2 separate regions of the Mus musculus genome follow, and region 2 is linked to region 1. The links are chromatin contacts, called in public ChIA-PET maps. All regions are on one chromosome and are shown on one strand. The core of a region is the stretch at or near the end of the contact, and the rest is flanking DNA. Distances in the headings are between cores, read along the strand shown. Region 1 holds the start of Ehd3 (EH-domain containing 3). Region 2 overlaps Xdh (xanthine dehydrogenase).

Region 1 (2,924 bases), core at 133-2,632:
ATGCTTGCAGCCCCCAAAATCTATCATTCAACGGAATGGAAGACTCCCTGTTAAAGTTACAGGCACGTAGCTAACATTTTTCACAGGCACCGAGGGCTGCTTCCATCTTGTGCAGCTCTAAACCATCACGTATCCTCCCATCACCTCTGCTATCTCACCTGCAAAGTCAAGGGCCAGATGAGGCATCTTAGTATCTCCTCTACTTCTGTAAGCTGCTTTATTATTATTATTATTATTATTATTATTATTATTATTATTATTATTATTGAACTATTAAGTTCAAAGAAGAAACTTATTAAAAGTATTCTGCTTCTCTAAGAGACAGCCCTAAAAGCACTGTCAGAGAGAAGGAAAAACGGTAAAAGAATAAATGACCCCAGGGTCTCCAGTTCACCCCCATCCCCAGGCCCGCGACCATGAGAACAACTCGGCTGCAAAGGTAAGGCTCCCCGGGATAATCCCAAGCCCTTCACGAGATAAGAGATTCTAGTCAAAAGGAGGGTTACGGTATCCCCACCTTCATTAGGAGTCTGGTTCCTTCTGTGCCTCAGTTTCAGTGCCCAGATCAGACAACAGGGATGACTCTTAATAAAATGACCAGGGCTAAGAACTGAGGAGGGACATCATATAGGAATCAATGGGGGACTCGGTAGTAGGATCAACTTTTGAGGCCTCCCACAGGGATTTCTTCAGAGCCCTTAATGGAAGACTTTCCACGTCACCCGGAAGGCTCAGCACCCAGATGAGGCTCACCTGATGAAGGTGGTCTTGCCGGTAGAGTACTGGCCCACCAACAGGACCATGGGCTTGTTGTCGAAATCAGCATCTTCCAGGGCGGGCGAGTGGAACTCGTGGAAGCGGTAATACTCTTCCAGAGGCAGCAGCTTGGTCTTGTAGAGTTTTTTGAGTCCATCGCTCACCGTCTGGAAGACCTCAGGGTCCTTCTTGCGGCGATCATCGTTACCCAGCCAACTGAACATTGTGACAGCTGGGAGGAAGCTCCCGGGAGTGGCACCCGCCTAGCTCGAACAACGCCGCCACTACTGCCTTACCAGAGCTCGGGGCTCAGACGCACCATGGCCCGGGCTGCCCCAGCTGCTGGATTCAGTCCAGTCCCAGGTTCATCCACAGCCCGGTTGGAGAGAAGGATGCTGTGGATTGTGTCAAGAGAACTGCAACCTTGGAAATTAAAGACAAACCTGCCGGGAAGCCGAAGCCTGAGTTCCAGGTCTCCCCAGATAGATGACTAAAGGATGCTCGAGCTCCGCTACTGCGGAGCCCAGGCTGCGCCGGGTAGGCAGCGGCTCACACAGCTCCGCATCCGCAGCAGCATCCCGCCGCCCCCGGCGCGCGTTTAAATGCCAGACGTGCAGGAAGTCCCCGAGAACTGGCAAAACCCGGCCAGCTCCACGGTCAGGGCGACGCGAAGCCAAGGAGGGCGCCGCCATGTCTATGGGCAGGCGCTCTGCGGCCGCGCGGACTCTATCTGCAAAAAGCTGCTGCCAGAGTCCTGTGGGAAAGCGCAGGCATTTCTTTCCCAGCCCTGGGGATTTGACTTGGGAGCAGCGCCCTCTCAAGGACGGAGACTAAGACAGCCTTGACCTACTCTACCGTTTTGAGACTCAGTTCCTTTGGTTACTGAGGTCAGTTCCCTGGGGATACTAATATTGGGACCCATTTGGGGAAAATTCTACTGTATTTTCCTTGGGGCATGGAAAGAAGGTGCCCCTGACAAGTGACATAAAATAACCAAAAAATCAGTAACTTATCTTTTCACCAGGCCTGAGGTGAAGTGAAAAACAAACAACAAACAAAAACGGCTTTCCTCTTTCTCTCCTCCCCCTCTCTCCCACTCAATACGGTAGGTAAAACCAGCAAAACACACACAGGCAGGGAGTGCTAAGGGGCAGCGACCTAATTTGACACAACTACATACAAAGCTGAGTCTTTGAGGAGCCTTTTAGGAGATGTAGCAGGGTAGAATTACAACAGACACGAAAAGAGGCAGGCAAATTTCTGAGTTTGAGGCCAGCCTGGTCTACAAAGCGAGTTCCAGGATAGCCAGGGCTACACAGAGAAACCCTGTCTCAAAAAAAAAAAAAAATTAAATTAAATAAAAATAAGAATAAAAAAAAAAGCAAGCAAGCAAGCAGAACCATCTTTTGCTTTTTTCGTGGTCAATTTGAAGGCATTACAGGAAACATGGCTGTGAGATGTCTCTTCAAGGATGAGCTGAGAGAAGACTGGAAGGCATTTGAGGTCACATAAAAAGCCTTCTTAAAAACAATCCAGAGCAGTGTAAAGATTTTGGCAGAGCTACATCCAAAATGGTAGATCGTGAAATGTATGATGGGAACAGGCATGGAAGAATGTGCACACCAAGATAGGAGCCAAACAAGAAATGGGAAACCCATAAGAATATCATTACCAATAATTGCTATGTAACAAAATGCTCACCAAGCACAGGGGTTGCTGAGATCTCAGGAAGCAACATTGTAGCGCCCCTCTGAGGAAGATCGTGCCATTGCCAGCAATGCCAAGAACAGTGATGAGACATTGGCCAGATGTGGCAAAGGGTGGGGCAGCAACAAGGAACAAAGTCAATGACAGTTCTAGAAGGATTCTAACCAGTGAGGTGGCAAGCCTTTCCTCTCTCCTAAGGCAGAGGGCTCCCACTGCCCTCCCTTCCACCAACAAGATAAGGAGCTAATGGACTAGGTCGAGCTGGGGAGTCTGGGAGCATCGTCTGGAGGGGTGGAGGCTGGGAAACTGCAGAACATCAGGGAACAGCGGCAGTGGGGGAGCAGAGGAGGTTAGAGTCAGGAGACTCCGGCAGTAGGATCGACAGTCTGATAAGCGGTGAAGGAGGAAAGGATGGTCACCCAAAGCTTAGAGTGGTTTCAGAGTTTCTTCTGGGAACCAGA
Region 2 (2,924 bases), core at 228-2,727, 100 kb before region 1:
ATTCACTTGGTGGTGACCAGTGAGTGCTGGATCCTGGCACCAGTCACCACTGGGAGGTGGGGAAGATGTTTACTTCAGAAATTTCAGAATTCATAGTAGTGCTTAGGCCCAGGCATGTTGGACAGGTTGAGGTCAGGCCTTGAAAAGGTCCAGAGGATGTGTCAATGCAAGGTTGTTTTTCTTCTTTTGTATAGAGCTTTATTGCAAAGATGTTGGGTGTTCCAGACAACAGAATTGTAGTCCGAGTGAAAAGAATGGGTGGAGGCTTTGGAGGGAAGGAGACCCGGAGCACTCTGATATCCACAGCAGTGGCCTTGGCTGCATACAAGTGAGTTTCTAGGCCCCCTTCTCCTGCTACAATGCCAGCTGGTCAGGATGGCCTTCTAGAGTCTCCCCTTGTTGAAAGTAATTGTCCCTACTTTGATTTCTCAGTTTTCTCTGTTTCAAACCCTTGAACATAAGGGCAGGGATACCCTCCCCAGCTTCTTTGTACATTGTATTCATGGCTTCTCTCTCCACCCCCACCCCCCAACTAGCTTAAGCTCCCTAGGAATAAGGTGAGGACTCACAGCCTGGCATTTCCTGTGTTCTTCAGCACAGCACCACCACTGAAAAGCTCAGTGTGTAGATGGAAAGCAAACCTCCGTACTGTTTAGCATCCTGAGACACACGGGGCTTAGGCTGCAGGAGGCTTACAGGTTTCTAACCTCCTTGATCCCCCGCTGCCCCAGGACAGGCCGCCCTGTACGTTGCATGCTGGACCGAGACGAGGACATGCTCATAACTGGTGGCAGACATCCCTTCCTGGCTAAATACAAGGTGATTGATCTGTTCTGTCTACTCGGGTAGGATAAATGGGTGGGATGGACCAGGACAGACAGACAGACAGACATGGGTGATATTGAGAATGACTCTCCTTTCATCAGGTGGGCTTCATGAAGACTGGGACTATAGTGGCACTGGAGGTGGCTCACTTCAGCAATGGCGGGAACAGTGAGGATCTCTCTCGGAGTGTAAGTAGTATCTGCCTGCCCCTAGGAGTGACTGGAAGGCCAAGGGTGTGCTGCACAGTCTGGGGGCATCCCTGCCAATTATTTCTGTATAGCCACGTAACTAAATCTTCCTCACTTTCAGCTTCCCGTCCTTGGACAATCTCTAAGCAGAGAATGACCATATTATATCTATGATTAGTAACTCGTCCTTTCTGTTCAAGATATTTGCCATGCTAGCCCTATTACGTATACATCTTCAGGTGTGTGTGTGTGGTGTGTATGTATGTGTGTGTGCATGTGCATGCTCATGAAAAAGACAAAAAGATGTAATATTTGTTTATAAAATAAAAGCTTTGCAAAAATTAAGTTCAGAGAGCTTAAACGAGCAAAGAACACTTTACAAACCAGTCAGCTCAAAACAGAGGCTCAGAGAGGTGGCCAGGTGGCATTTGTAGACAGGAAACGGAAGTGACTTTTTACAAAGTAAAGCATACTCAGGGAGTTAGGTTGCAGGGCATCCCATCCTGGTGCAGAGACATCCTCTGATGAAATTCAGTTGTGTTCAATAATATACGCCATGGACATTTATCTTTTCACAGTTCGAGGAGCTAACATAGCTTTAGGGAGGACTTTGCTTTCTGTCTCCCATAAGTAGAGTACTGGACACTACTTATGGTGTCCAGTAGCTGCTTTTGGCTTGTGCTGAGTTCTTCTACCTCCTTCCTAATTTTCAGTCTAGTATCTCTGTATCTTGAGAAAGGGGCACAGCGACCTCTGACTGTAAGTGCAGATTTCCTGTTCTTTCATCTGTTCTTCTTTGAGCCCTTGAAATTGTTAGTTCATCTGTATTTCCTCTCTGTTGTTTGAGACCAAACCAACGAGTATGCTTTGGGGAAACTGACGTTTTATCATTATATAATCTCTCTCTTATAATGTTTTGTTCACAATTCTCCTTTATATAATGTTACTAAAAGTCTGTTTTGTACCTTTTGTTTAATATTTACATGCTATATTTTCTAAACTTTTGCTTTCAATCTACCTATATTATATTATGATTACTATTATTATTGAAATGAAAATTTCAAAGAAATATAGTTACATCATATTTTTAAATGTACTCTGTTAATCTCTGTCTTTTATTTGTACTGATTTATTATTATCTTTTGAAACTTCAAAGCTCACCCCCTGTGACACACTTCACCCAACAAGGCCACACCTACTCCAATAAGGCCACACCTCTTAATCCCTCCCAAGTAGTGCCATTTCCTTATGATTAAATGTTCAAATATATGAACCTATAGGGGCCATTCTTATTCAAATAACTGTACCCAAATACTACTGGAAGGAAGGGGATGGAAAGAGCAAGAGAGAAAGTTATGTAGTCTGAGTTAGAGGTCAAGGAAGCATAGGGTATTGTAATTGTGAACACACAGTAGCTGTGGCTCCAAGCCTGCTAAAGTCTGACTAGCTACTGAACAGCAGGGATATGGTGAAGGCCTTGGTTCTTTATTAGACCCTTGGCACCATCCAGAAGGAAAGTCAGTAAGAGGTCTTTTTGCTAAGTGAGCATGAAAGTCCAGGGTCTTATGTGCTTTACAATGGCTTTATTTAGGGTGTGGGTAGGGCTTTATAAATGGCTACAGGTGGTGAGTGGTGAGTCTTAGATCCATACCTGACTTTTTGTGATACCATCCGAACAAGAGTGTTGGGGCACCCCAATGGAGCCTCATGAAAATGGAAGCATAGGTTTCTGATGAGATTTTGCAGATGTGGTTATAGGAACGGGGTCACAACTCGTGTGAATGAGTATGTGTTTGTGTGTGTGTATGTATGTGGATGTGTGTGTCTGTGAGTATATGTATATGTGAGTGTGTGTGTCTATGAGTGTGTATGTGGTATTCAGTTGGAGTATAATAGTTAATGTCTAAGACC

What was found. ChIA-PET counts read pairs in DNA pulled down with a chosen protein or histone mark.
Region 2: a contact with region 1 is called in an RNA polymerase II ChIA-PET map of memory CD8 T cells, with 43 read pairs. The contact joins the enhancer-like site here to the promoter of Ehd3 in region 1. A contact is called at or near these places in 3 of 39 promoter capture datasets (the 3T3-L1 cell line, hippocampal neurons and trophoblast stem cells), 3 of 484 Hi-C or Micro-C datasets (CD4 T cells, CD8 T cells and thymic regulatory T cells), 3 of 115 datasets of contacts at active chromatin or transcription factors (CD8 T cells, T-cell acute lymphoblastic leukemia and memory CD8 T cells) and 3 of 9 other capture datasets (adipose tissue, liver and pancreatic islet).

What each region holds. Positions count from the first base shown.
Region 1 is chr17:73,803,299-73,806,222 of GRCm38.p6, reverse strand. It overlaps Ehd3 (EH-domain containing 3), which reads right to left and starts at 1,382. Exons shown (of 6, transcript NM_020578.3): 1 at 754-1,382. The coding sequence starts at 980.
Region 2 is chr17:73,904,099-73,907,022 of GRCm38.p6, reverse strand. It overlaps Xdh (xanthine dehydrogenase), which reads left to right. Exons shown (of 36, transcript NM_011723.3): 22 at 195-328; 23 at 732-819; 24 at 927-1,013. Among named protein-coding and RNA genes, the nearest start is that of Xdh, 45 kb to the left of the region's middle. Within about 2 kb of position 1,477, at least 22 of the 459 cell types and tissues checked have an H3K27ac peak or open chromatin away from gene starts, as enhancers often do. A contact at or near this core is called in CD8 T cells, memory CD8 T cells and thymic regulatory T cells, where this site is marked.